Linked DNA regions of Mus musculus: region 2 is linked to region 1. Evidence: chromatin contacts called from public HiChIP or PLAC-seq data. All regions are on one chromosome and are shown on one strand. The core of a region is the stretch at or near the end of the contact, and the rest is flanking DNA. Distances in the headings are between cores, read along the strand shown.

What was found. HiChIP or PLAC-seq counts read pairs in DNA pulled down with a chosen protein or histone mark.
Region 2: a contact with region 1 is called in an H3K27ac HiChIP or PLAC-seq map of embryonic stem cells, with 7 read pairs. The contact joins the promoter of Mall here to the enhancer-like site in region 1. A contact is called at or near these places in 3 of 39 promoter capture datasets (the SN4741 cell line, macrophages and stem cell-derived epiblast-like cells), 1 of 484 Hi-C or Micro-C datasets (nephron progenitors), 2 of 115 datasets of contacts at active chromatin or transcription factors (both in embryonic stem cells) and 3 of 9 other capture datasets (adipose tissue, embryonic stem cells and pancreatic islet).

The regions. Positions count from the first base shown.
Region 1 is chr2:127,600,450-127,607,171 of GRCm38.p6, reverse strand. Mrps5 (mitochondrial ribosomal protein S5) reads right to left here. Exons shown (of 12, transcript NM_029963.2): 9 at 6,286-6,343; 10 at 5,732-5,794; 11 at 4,651-4,787; 12 at 3,186-3,543. The coding sequence ends at 3,319. Among named protein-coding and RNA genes, the nearest start is that of Mrps5, 16 kb to the right of the region's middle. Within about 2 kb of position 1,876, at least 5 of the 459 cell types and tissues checked have an H3K27ac peak or open chromatin away from gene starts, as enhancers often do. A contact at or near this core is called in embryonic stem cells, where this site is marked.
Region 2 is chr2:127,728,021-127,734,195 of GRCm38.p6, reverse strand. Mall (mal, T cell differentiation protein-like) reads left to right here and starts at 4,299. Exons shown (of 4, transcript NM_145532.3): 1 at 4,299-4,440. The coding sequence starts at 4,330.

The sequences.
Region 1 (6,722 bases), core at 627-3,126:
ATGGATGGTCCGGATACATCAATGCCTCCTGAGGACAGGGCATCGATGGTCTGTTTACCTGGCCATCTCTACACTTTTGCTTTGTTACTCCTAGGTACATTTCTCTGATGTCTTTGCAAGGTAGAGAAGGGTTGCTAGAGGCTGTGCTGACGAGCTAGGCTGTAAAGTCACAGGGTGGGCCTCCACATTCGAGTTCTACCGCCAGCTCAACAGGATCGCCATGCTTCTGGGGGGAGGAGCAAAAGCATCCTTGGAAACACGGTGCTCTTAGTGACGAGGCCTTGCTCTCAAGGCAAACTTCTACTTCACTTTTCATTTTATTGCCAAGTTATTGGAAGACAATTAGATGCCAAACATTTTTTATTCTCAAATAGTTTTTCCCCCCAATGTCAATGTGGTTGTCAATAATTTGGAAAAATGACATTTTAAAAAGATAAGAGTATTGGGTATAAAAAAAAAACAAATTAGGCTAATAGAAGAGAGATCAGTAAAGCTCATCGCTTTTTTTAGGACAAAAATAAAATTTCAAAAATAACGAGAGTTCTGGGGACACAGCTCAATGGAGAATAAAAGGTTCTGCATTCACACCCAGCACTACCAGACCCAACTATTTTCCTGTAGATTCTACTTAAATAGAAAAGTCTTAGATGTTTCCAATGTCTCTAACTTAGAGGCATTTCTTTCTTAGCAATTAGCTTCTATTTATAGCCATGAATAATATAGCTCTAGAAAAAAAATTTCCTTTGAGAGTATGTGTGTATGTGCAGGGGAATATACTAGGCAGGTGAAGAGAAAGTGCTTAGGCACACTAAATCACTGTTGGTTTATTAGACTGTGTGACTCGGGGGATAGGGACTCCTCTAGTACCTACGGGGTAGAACCGAGAAGCACCCAGTAACAGGCTCACCAGAAGACCGGGGTCTAATCCCATCACCACAGAAAACGTCCCACCCCCCTGTCTCCCCTGTTCCATCACTAACCACCTACTTCCTCAGCTCCTTACCCAGTACATCATGTCCAGCTCCCAGCAACAGTGACAGGCACACGGGAAGCAAAGGTGCAGTCTGAACGAAGCAGGCCTGAGACACAGCAGGAGTGGCTGTCACAGTCACCACCCCAGGAATGTTCAGCACCACTAAGATTAATGTTACAGGGGAACAGACAATACCAAGGAACAGACTGTAAAGTACACAGACAGGGTGAGTCTATGAAAGAATCAAAAACATGCCAGGGGTGTGCTTCGGTGGCAGAGCACTTGTCTAGCTCGTCCAAGATCCTGGGCTCGCTCTATCTCTGGTACTGTAAGCAGAAAAAAGATGTCTGATACTAAGTGGAGCATACTGGCTCATCAAGTTATCATAACACTTAGCAGAAGGATCAACCCTGGCCACATGGAAAGTTAGGTTTTAGTCACTATTCTACTGCTGTGAAGAGACACCGTGACCAAGGCAACTCTGATAAAAGACAGCATTGACTTAGAGCCTTCTTTATACTTTCAGAAGGTTAGTTCATTATCATCATGGCAGGAAGCATGGTACCAGGCAGCAGGTATGGAGCTGAAAGCTTTAAATTTTGATCCATAGGCAGCAGGCAGAAAGATAACCTCAAGGGTCATCCCCAGTGACATACCTCCTCCAACAAGGCCACACCTAACCCTTCCCAAATAGTTCCATTAACAGGACCAAGCATTCAAATACATGAGTGTATGGGGCCATTCTCATTCAAACCATCACACCCAGTCTCAAACAATGAATAAACAAACAAAGACAAAACACTCAAAATGCCGCCAGCCATCGAAGCAGGGAGCATCTCTGATGGGCTTACTGCCAGACTGAACACAACAAGGACTTCTAGGTGGAGGCTACCTCAAGAGAAACGTACACAGCAGGAAAAAGAGGGAGGGTGCATCTAAGTAAGACCCACACTCAGCATATCATAGTCTCACTGCTAGAGACCAAAGATAAAGGAGAAAGAAGACAGAAGAAAACATTACCTAAAGAGGAGCAGAAATAAGCAATTCACCCAACTTCTCAGAAAGTATGAGAGAAAATACTTACAACTATCAAAGAGATGTCTCATGGACCTATAATTAAGCAAAGACTCAGACAAACAACCGACGGGCTTTGTTCCAATCAACCTGCCTTGTAAGCTAAGATACAAGACAACGAAGAGATGGGGGTCACAAGCACAGACTTACATTAACAAAAACAAACAAACAAACAAACAAACAAACAACCTTTAACTTTCCTTATTAGATTTAACAGATGTTTGTTCAAAACCATAACAGCAACAGTGACTCAACGAGTGTTGCTCAGGTTTATGAGGCCTGAATGAACGGCAGCAGGGGCATGAGGGGAGGGGCAGGAACCTAACCCTCCATGGCTGTAAGGTACCTGACTAAACTAGCTACAAAGCAGGATCCTAGGAGAGACCTGGATCCGTTGTAAACATACATAGCAAACTCTAGAGCAACTACTAAAAAAGAGAAAAAAGAAGTGTAATTGATATTGGCAGATACTGACTTTACTACATTACAGTCACTTTATGCTGATGACCTAAAAAACACCAATTAAAGGTAAATAAGACTAGTCTATCAGAGAAGACAAAAAACAAAGCAGACCAACAAACGGAACACCCAGACCTGAGGTTGTATCTGACAGGAGGTTTGTATCTATACTACACAACAAGAGCAATTACAGCTGATAATAAAAACACAAATAACCCAAATTTTTTAAGTGGACAAAGGACCTGAATGGGCCACATGACCTGACAAGCCGACGAGGACACTCAACAGCATTTGCTTTTAGGGCCATGTGAGTGAAGGTGACAGTGAGACACACTTCAGACACAGTGGGATCACTACCACCTAGAGTCCAGGAAACACAGCCGAGGGTGAGGCCACAGCCTGGCACAGTATTTATGGACAGAAACGGCACACAACTGCCGGGAGAACTGCCTGGGAGTGGCTCAGCGGGTCAGGCTATCCAACTTCTCTGTAAAATGTAGTTGAAAACATTCATCTTCAGATGACTCGGTAACAAACACGACCTAAGTGTCACAGCAATGGCTGTGCATGTTACTACTATTAGCTATGTCCTAATTCACTTACATTTACTAGTTTAAATAACGAATTGCTCCTGATATTTGCATCTAACATTCCCATCACACAGCTATATACCATGTGCTCTGTAAGACAAATCTATAATTATTTATTTGAAAACAAAGAAGGTTGGACTTTTTTTAAAATAAAAAGTGAGAGTGGCGTGTCCTCCGGGTGCTGTCAGCACAAGCACTGGCTGGGCTGGCCTTCCGGGAGGCTTAGGTGGCAGGCCTCTTTAAATTAAACCACACAGAGCGCTTCAGTCCCTGCATGGCCTTCACGTCCTGCCAGTCCAGCTTGGTATCAGGAACCTCAGGTTCCGGCTCCGGCTCCTTACTCAAGGCCCCATGTGGGGAGGCCACCACGATAGGCAGAGGCCCACATTCCTCCCGGAATTCCACCACGTGGAGACCCTTCTTATCCGCCAGATGTTGGTGGGTTTCCTGGAAAACAGCAAGCAGAGAACAGATTAGATTTGTGAAGGTCACCTGACCCTTAAAGGGTCAGGGCTTCTGTCAACTCAAAGGAAGCCAGCATCAAGAGCCCTGAGATGCTTGGGGAAACAACAACATGAACTACCCAGTACCCCCAGAGCTCGTGTCTCTAGCTGCATATGTAGCGGAAGATGGCCTAGTTGGCCATCACTGGGAATAGAGGCTCCTTGGTCTTGCAAACTTTATATGCCCCAGTACAGGGGAATGCCAGGGCCAAGAAGTGGGAGTGGGTGGGTAGGGGAGCAGGGCGAGGGGAGGGTATAGGGAACTTTCGGGATAGCATTTGAAATGTAAATGAAGAAAATATCTAATAAAAACTTGGAAGAAAAGGAAGCAGCTTGGGGAAGTGAAGTAAGTACTTGACTCGATTTGGGAAATGCGTGCAGCCGGACCGGGAGGGTGTGTCTACACAGATCTCCCTCAGCCTAACAGCAACCCACCAAGTAAGATGGAAGAAGACCCATCTGCCAAAGTCCCAGGTTACCAGCCAGCCTTATAGCTACAAACCATTCCCTCCATAAGGGGAGAAAGGACCATGAGCCAGGCCCCACTGGAGAGCAACCCAGGGTCCCATCTCTGGGAGGACATGGCACTCTTTGCTTCCAGGGCTACACCAGAGTAACCGCACCACTCAAGGAACTTTTGAATGCTTCATGGACTTCTTCAAGTTTAAACTTCAGTATTTAAAAAGTCAGTAGTTACATTGTTCTATCAAAAAAGTATGCTTGGTCAATGAAAATGTCAAATGATAAAAGAAAGTCCACTTGCTAGTTTAATCCTACTTGTTGGACTGGTGAAACACCTCGGGCCCCTCCATTCGGGAGGAACACATCGTCTGTGTTACCCATGCAGGGTTCACCCTGATCTGAGCTAGTTGCAACTATGACCATTAACAAGCAAGGATGTATTTTCTAACAGATGAGAGCCCTGGGTTGTCTAGCTAGGCCCGGGCCTGGCTTTGAATCCCTCTCCTCACTTGGAGAGATACAGAAGAGGACACAACAGCACTGTCTGCAACATAAGCTAGCACTTGTGCCTTTGCACCCAGGAGGTTACCTGGCGGGCAAGCCCATGGAAGAGGCCCCGGGTGAGGTTGAGCATGTTCATGGACCCGGTGACCCTCGCATACATGTCCTTGATGCCGATGAGGCGGCAGATGGTGATAATGGCCCTGTGGCAGCGGAGGCCGTAACCTGGAAGAAGATCAAAATGAAACACCCAGCAACTCTCCTACAGAAGGTCTCACTCAGTCTGCTGTCTTTCATGTGGCTCTGACCTCTGCATTTAGAGAATAATGTGCCTAAACTAACTCTCCAAAAAAAAAAGGCAACACAAGCCACAAACAGAAGCCATGTGATTTAAATTTTTTTCATAGATGAATTAAAGTTGTTTTAAGCGATATATTTTATAATTCAATTGATCCAAATAATTATCATTTAAAAATATACTTCATATGAGAGACTTTACACTCTTCTTCATAGGCAATGTGGTATGTACTGATCTGAGTGGTCTCAGCAGCCACATACTAAGTCCACAATCACTTACTGGCTGGCAGCCATTCTGTGGAACAAAGTGGTCTTGCATGAGTAATTACAGCTGAGAAGCAGAAGGCACATTCTGATGTGAGCACTTTGTTTGGTTTGGTTTGGTTTGGGGGGGGGGGCAGTGCTTTACCCCACAGCTCTAGCAGATTTGTATTAGAAGCTCTGATACAAAATGTAAATGTTTTAACTTCTCAGACTCAAACTTCTAGAGACTAGTAGAATTAGGGATTCATGAGACCATCTTTACTGTAGATCACAGATGAGAAGTGAAGGAGAATGTGTCAGCATCTGGGGAATGACTGTCACAGCCCCTCTGTGACAGACACAGAGGCAGAAGAGCCATTTCTGCATGCCCAGTGCTTTGACAGAGACCTCATAGAAGATGGCGCTCAATGTGGAGGAGGGTCTGGAGACTCAGCTTAGTGGTTATACTGCCAGCTCCGTCAACTTGACACAAGCTACAGTCATCACAGTGATGGGAACCTCAGGAGACAAAATGCCTCCAGAAGATCAAGGAAGGTGACAAAAAGGGGCAGAGGTCCGGGCTGCTGCAGGCTCTCTATGTTAGTCAACAAACCATGAGAGTTGGTTACCTCTGGGTTGTTTCTTCATCCGGATCTGTGTCCTTTTGAATCTTAGGGAAATGTCATGGAATACTGGAGGTAAAAACAAGCACGAGAAGGGTCAGGTTGAGGTTTGGATGGCTCTGCAGCATCACAAAGCAATGCATCCTGGCACTGGCCTGGCAGCACACAGGCCAAAGACAGGCAAAGTGGTCTCCAGGTTAGATCTATTTTTACATTTCATGCATAACAGAGAACACAAAAACATCTTGTGACACAGTCTGCAGTGGCCACACTCCTGTAGACCTTAGGAGAAGTGCCCCACACTCACTTCCTGGGACACAGTCTGCAGTGGATACATTCCCGCAGACCTCAGAAGTGACACGGTCTGCAGTGTCCACACACCTGCAGACCTCAGGACAAATGACACGGTCTGCAGTGGCCACACACCTGCAGACCTCAGGACAAATGACACGGTCTGCAGTGGCCACACTCCTGCAGACCTCAGGACAAATGACACGGTCTGCAGTGGCCATACTCCTGCAGATCTCAGGAGAGGTACCCCACGCTCGCCCCTCACTCACTTGTATGTCCTTCGTATCGTTCTATGTAATGCAAATAATGAATCGCTCGGTTCTTTGCCTAAAAAGAAAAAGACAGGAAAATGTTATTTTGTTGACTAGTTGGAAATAGTTGTACACACTTTTAATCCTAGCACTGAGGATGCAGAGGCGGACAGATCTCTGGAAACTCAAGGCTAGCCTGGTCTACATACTGAGTTCTAGGGCTATTTAGAGAGACCTCTCTCTAAAAAAAAAAAAGAAAAGAAAATTGTTTTTGTTGGTTCAACCTTTAAGTCAGGGTTGCGCTATGTATTTTTTCAAACTCAAAATCTTCCTGCCATAGCCTCTCAAAGAAGAACGTCGCCATGTCGAGCTTCTTGTTGGAGTTTAAAAACATCTTTTATAAAATATTTTATTACAATCAATTCTACCTATATCAAAATTTTAGTATTTAAAAC
Region 2 (6,175 bases), core at 3,050-5,549, 120 kb before region 1:
CCCCAAAGCTGACCACACACAGAGTATCCAAGGCTTGGCCTTGGATTCAAAGATAGCACAGTACCACAAAGCTTCAAAACAGATCCAACATTGAAGCCACAGCCGAAAGGAGACACAAAGCTCATTGGCTGATGAAGCCCATCAGTACTCAAGACAGGATTTAAACAAGGTGCAAATCCTGTGACACAAGATGCCTAATGCCCATGAGACAAGCCAAAATCACTTGGTCTTTGAAGACTGGAGAAAATATCAACATCTGTAATAGGAAAAGACAAAAAGAAAACCAAGAGCTGACAAGTCTAAGACAACATAGTTATTAGCACTAAGGCATTAAAATGACTACCATAGCTGTACTAGCTAGTTTTGTGTCAACTTGACACAGCTGGGGTTATCACAGAGAAAGGAGCTTCAGTTGAGGAAATGCCTCTATGATATCCAACTGTAAGGCATTTTCTCAATTAGTGATCAAGGGGGAAAGGCCCCTTGTGGGTGGGACCATCTCTGGGCTGGTAGTCTTGGGTTCTATAAGAGAGCAGGCTGAGCAAGCCAGGTGAAGCAAGCCAGTAAAGAACATCCCTCCATGGCCTCTGCATCAGCTCCTGCTCCCTGACCTGCTTGAGTTCCAGTCCTGACTTCCTTTGGTGATGAACAGCAGCATGGAAGTGTAAGCCGAATAAACCCTTTCCTCCCCAACTTGCTTCTTGGTCATGATGTTTGTGCAGGAATAGAAACCCTGACTAAGACAAATTGGTACCAGTGGAGTGGGGTATTCCTGTGACAACCTGACCATGTTTTGGGGAGGACTGTGGAAGGACTTTGGAACTTTGGGCTTGAAGATCCATCCATTGTTAAGACCTCTGTCGGATGTTGTGTAGGAGCTTGGAAGATAATGTTGAGAACACTGCAGAAGTTGGAGCTCTGGTGTGTGAAATTTCAGAGGGAAAATTAAAGACTCTTTTCAGGGCCATTCCTGTTTTGATTGTGAAGATTCTGTAGTTCTGGTTAGCTGGGGCTGAAGAATCAGCTGTGATTAACAAGATACCAGAACTACTAAAGCAAAAACTTTGCATTACTGGGACTATTGATGCTGGTTAGCTGGAGCTAAGAAATTAGCGGTGATTAAGAAGAGACCAGCATCATTGAGGTGACATCTTCTGGGAAGTGTTTTCTGAGAGCACAGTGGCTGCGTTCCAGATATAGCCAAAGTTGTACCTTGTGCTGTGGCTGGACTTGGTAATGTGTAAGGGTCACCCAGGTGGTACTGGTTTTGAAGGCATGAAGGAGTTGAGCAGAGCAGCTGAGGCTTGGCACTGTGAGAGGCCATGGAAGGCCATTGGTGAAAGTGCAGCCTCAGTTGCAATTGATGGCCCAGGACTGAAGGGGTCATGCAGTGTTTTGGAGATGCCAGTACCATGAGATGACCACCAAGAGCAGCAGCAGCAGTGGAGTACAGGCATCTGGAGCCTAGAGGATGACGTGTGTGCTACAAAGGGCAGGGCTGGAGAAGTGACCCAAGCCCTTGGAGGAGCCCAGAAGATCGTGAGTTGGATCCCAGACATTGGACGGTTGGAGATTGACTTTTGCTTTTGATTGTGGCTGTGCCCTGATATTTTCCCTCTTGAAGGAAGAAACTGTTTTAGTGGAGCCCACAGTTAAGAGACTTTTAATTGTAAAAAGACTTTGTATTTTAAAAGAGATGGATATTCTAAAGAGATTGAAATTTTAAGAGTATGTAAAGACTGTGACACTTTTAAAGTTATTTAGATCTTGGGGATGAATAAGAATGTAAGGGTTGAGGCTTACTAGTGGTGTGTTTGTGTGTCAAGTTGACAAGGGGTCAATTGTACTGGCTAGTTTTGTGTCAACTTGACACAGCTGGGGTTATCACAGAGAAAGGAGCTTCAGTTGAGGAAATGCCTCTATGATATCCAACTGTAAGGCATTTTCTCAATTAGTGATCAAGGGGGAAAGGCCCCTTGTGGGTGGGACCATCTCTGGGCTGGTAGTCTTGGGTTCTATAAGAGAGCAGGCTGAGCAAGCCAGGTGAAGCAAGCCAGTAAAGAACATCCCTCCATGGCCTCTGCATCAGCTCCTGCTCCCTGACCTGCTTGAGTTCCAGTCCTGACTTCCTTTGGTGATGAACAGCAGCATGGAAGTGTAAGCCGAATAAACCCTTTCCTCCCCAACTTGCTTCTTGGTCATGATGTTTGTGCAGGAATAGAAACCCTGACTAAGACAATAGCCATGCTCCAAGAAGTGAGGGGAAATCAGTCTATTTGCAACCAAAAGAAGACAAACCATTTCAACCACGAGACAGATGGTGCAAATGAGAATTGAGGTAAATTTTAGAGAGATAAACTACTCTAAAATGGCAAACCTTCGTGTACTCACACACACACACACACACACACACACATACACACTCACTCACACACACATACACCCTAACAGTAGGTGAAATTAAAATATGTAAAAAAAAATTCCACTTTAGATAGACTACAGAAACCTTATTTTTATAGGGTCTCTTTACTTCTCTCTTGCCCCATATGGCGGTCCTTGTATTAGATATATATAAACTAAAAATATTACCCAATAGCACTATGATTTTTGCTCTCAACCATAGTAATACTTTGCCCATATTTTTATCATCCACGATACTATTGCTTCATTTCGACTGCCACAAGCTCCTGACTGGTAGAAATTTTCTTTGCTGGAACTTGCGTGTGTGAGCACAGCATACTGTGAATTCACAGTATGTGAATATGTGTATATACAGATGTGTGCTCTATCATGCTCTGACATAATCCCTTGAGACGGGATCTCTCAGTGAATCAGGAGTGAGGCTAGCATCCAAAAAGAGCACCAGTGATGATCTGTGTCTCTGTGTCACTAGAACGTGTTTAGAAGCTGCTCTAGGAAGTACAGTGTGCATAGTTAACGTCACAGTCTACTCAGAATTGATACTTTCCAGGCCAGTGAGATGGCTTATCAGGTAAAGGCACCGTCCCTCAAGCCTGGTGGCTGGGCTCAATCCCTGGAACCTGTGTGTACCTCTTACCCTGCCCCATCTTCCCTGACGCCCCATGTAGATTATGGTCACATCCAAGGGGGCCACAGCCCCAAAGAGAGACATAGCACTTGTGTGTGACATTCAGAAAAGGTGGGTGGCTTTGGATCCATTCTGTCAGCAGTGTGGGGGCCTGAGCTTGTGAACTATACGCTCTAGGACTTGGAAAAGGTTGAGGACAGGCTGTCTGGAAGCTTGCTGGGAAGATCTTTGCCTTTCCCTGCAATGCCTTGGCTTCAAGCTTCATGTATCCAGACTCTGCTGGCTGCTCCAGACCAGGCAGAGCGAACCAGCTACTCCTCCCACCTTGCCCAGGACAGGCCCTGGAATTCCCTGCTGTTGCTAAGGAACAAGACACAGGGCTCTTGTGCAGGACATCCCCCAGTCCTTGGGACAACTCTTCCATGCCTCCTCTCCTACTCCTGAGGAGGCTTTTCAACTGGCCTGCTGGAGCCGAAGAGGGGAGGAAGAAGGCTCTGGGGCGCCAGGCCTTCCCTCAGGGCGGTGGGAAAACAAACCAAGGTTAGTGGGTTGTTAAAGAAGAAGGTGGCCCAGTCTCCAGCCCTGCCTGGCGTTGTGTGAAAGGAAGAGCTTTGGGTCTGGAAGCACAGCCAAGCAGCCAGCCCCAGGCTCTAAGCAGGAAGGAACTGCCTGGTCCCAACCCTGTGTCCTAGCTGGACTAGAACGACAGTGAGAGGAGGACCCAAGAGGGACTCAGAGTACCTGAGGAGGGAGGTGAAAACCAGGCTGCTCCAATCCTTCATTTAGACTCTGAGGACAAAAGCAGATGCTGCTTTTGTGACCACTCTGTGACCTTAACTGGAAAGGTACAACAAAGCCACGTGGTGGTGGTCTATCTGAACTTCAGAAGTGTCTGAAGGTGGCTAACCACACAGTAGGTCCTCAGTAAACAATCTTTATCTTAGCAAAAGAGCCCTTGCTTACACTCTGAGCATAGAGATCACCAGGAGCATACATACAAAGCTGTTCCTTTCATCTCTTCTGGAGTCCTTTGCTCCAGCATTCAAAGTTCCTTAGCAGGGAAAGTCTAGAAAGACCCTCTGCGAGGCTGGTCCTGTCCCCTCTCCTGGCTAGCACAGTGCACAGAAGGGCCCCCGCTCTACTGGAACCTTTCTTTTCCCCTCCCAGGCGACGTCCCTCCGACCGATGGGTGTGTCTGTCTGTCGGGCGGGAGGTGATTCTTGAACAGCTGCGGGCGCAGGCGAGTGCTACGGAGTAAAGACGCCAGCAGAGGTGACAGCATGGCCTCCCGGGACACACCGCCGGCCACCAGCTACGCCCCGCCTGACGTGCCCTCGGGGGTCGCCGCCTTGTTCCTCACCATCCCCTTTGCCTTCTTCCTACCGGAGCTGGTGAGTTGACTGCCCCCACCTGCGGGGAGGGAGGGGCAGACCCGGCAGGGAACCTCGCTGGCAGTTAACTTCAGGCTCCCTCTTTCCCTGTGGGTTTCCCAGGCTGGGTTCCTCTAGAGCAAGTTTTCCTCTTTCCCAAAGGATGAGGAGCTAATCCCCAGGCCACTTTCTTGCTGGAGGGGTCCAGCCACCTTCTAGACTATCCAGACCTCTAAGAAACTTCTACTGCCTGGTTTCTTTCCCCCTAGCTGTTTGTACTTTACTAAAGTTCAAAGAACTAGGGGTCTCTCTAAAGGGCCTTCTGAAAGAAGGTCTCCCAGTATTTTCTCAAATCACATCAGCTGACTTTGAACTTTGATTTACGTGTGTTCCCTGCCGAAGGGAGCTCATGACAGCATCGTCCATAAAACAATCTGAACCGCCCAGGTGACTCTGGGAAACTTGTTGCTGCCCGACTCTGGGACACGGCAGAGCAGAACTAGGCGCTGAACCCTGCCAGCACTCGGCAATGCATTCAGTATTTCCTCAGCTGGCTCCTGCTACTATCCACCTCCCCTACTCCCTGCCACGCCTCCTGTAATATCTAGTTTGTGGGTGAAATTTTCTTCCTAGCCCTGAATTTGACCATGCTGCCTCTGGGCGGGGAGGAAGACTTGGAGTAGGACAGGTTACATAAAATGGGTGTGGCCAACGCTTTCCCTTCTGGTCTTCATGGAAGGTTAGGTCCCATTGAGTGACCTTTAGGCAAATTGCTTAAACAACAGCCATTCTTGGGAAGCGTCCTTGTGGGTCCCACAGGTGGGTGGCCTTGATAGAGACTCCACCTAAGAGGCAGGTTTCTTCTAGCACCAGTCCCCCACAAACGTGGGCATCCAGCCAAGCTGATCAGATCCTGAGCTGTGTGCCAGGCCCTGGGTGTGGGCCTCACTTTGGAACAGTCGCATGGGTGACAGGATGGCTCTGCCACATTCTATTGAGCTTGCCAGTCACGCAAATCATCATCAGAGGAGTGGCTACCTCCCAGGGGTCTCTGTGGCTGGAGAGAGGTTTGGGGGCATTTTTTAGAATGCAGCACACTGTCCTGGCCAGAGGAGGGAGGGGTCTAGGCCTGTCACTCCCTGGAAGAAGGCTGGATTCCTGAGGCAGGAGAGCAGCCAGGTAGAGAGTTGTCACTAGAGGTGCTGACAGTTGTCCCCTGCAGTTGGATTCCTGGAAAAGTACTTTCATGGTGTCCTGGGACTTTGAGGGGATGAGGTCATTGTCATTGATTTGATTTTCTTGACTTATTTTTAAATAGTTTTAGATTTCTCCTAAAGCCATAGCGGCAGCATAGGAAGTCTGCTCCTCACTCGGAACCCCACAGGGCTCTCCAAACCAGGAAGTTAAAGTTAGCACTCTGCCATTGACCATTGTTGTTCTATTTGCTCATTTCCCCACTAATATCCTTTCCCTAGCCCAGGAGCCAGGTCAAAACTCCTGATTGTGTTGGCTGTCCTTTCCCCTTCAGTCAGGGGCGGTTCCTCTGCCTCCATCTTGGTATTTTGGAGAAAGCACTGGCCGGCCGGCTGTGACAGACCCTTGTTGCAGTTAGCCCTGTCTGTGTTTGCTCGCTGTAACTCTAGTTTTCATTTGGAAGTCATCTTCATTCATTGATGAAAACTTAGAAAATGCAGAATTGTGTTCACAGACGGAGCACATGCATCATCTGTGTGTGTGTGTGTGTGTGTGTGTGTGT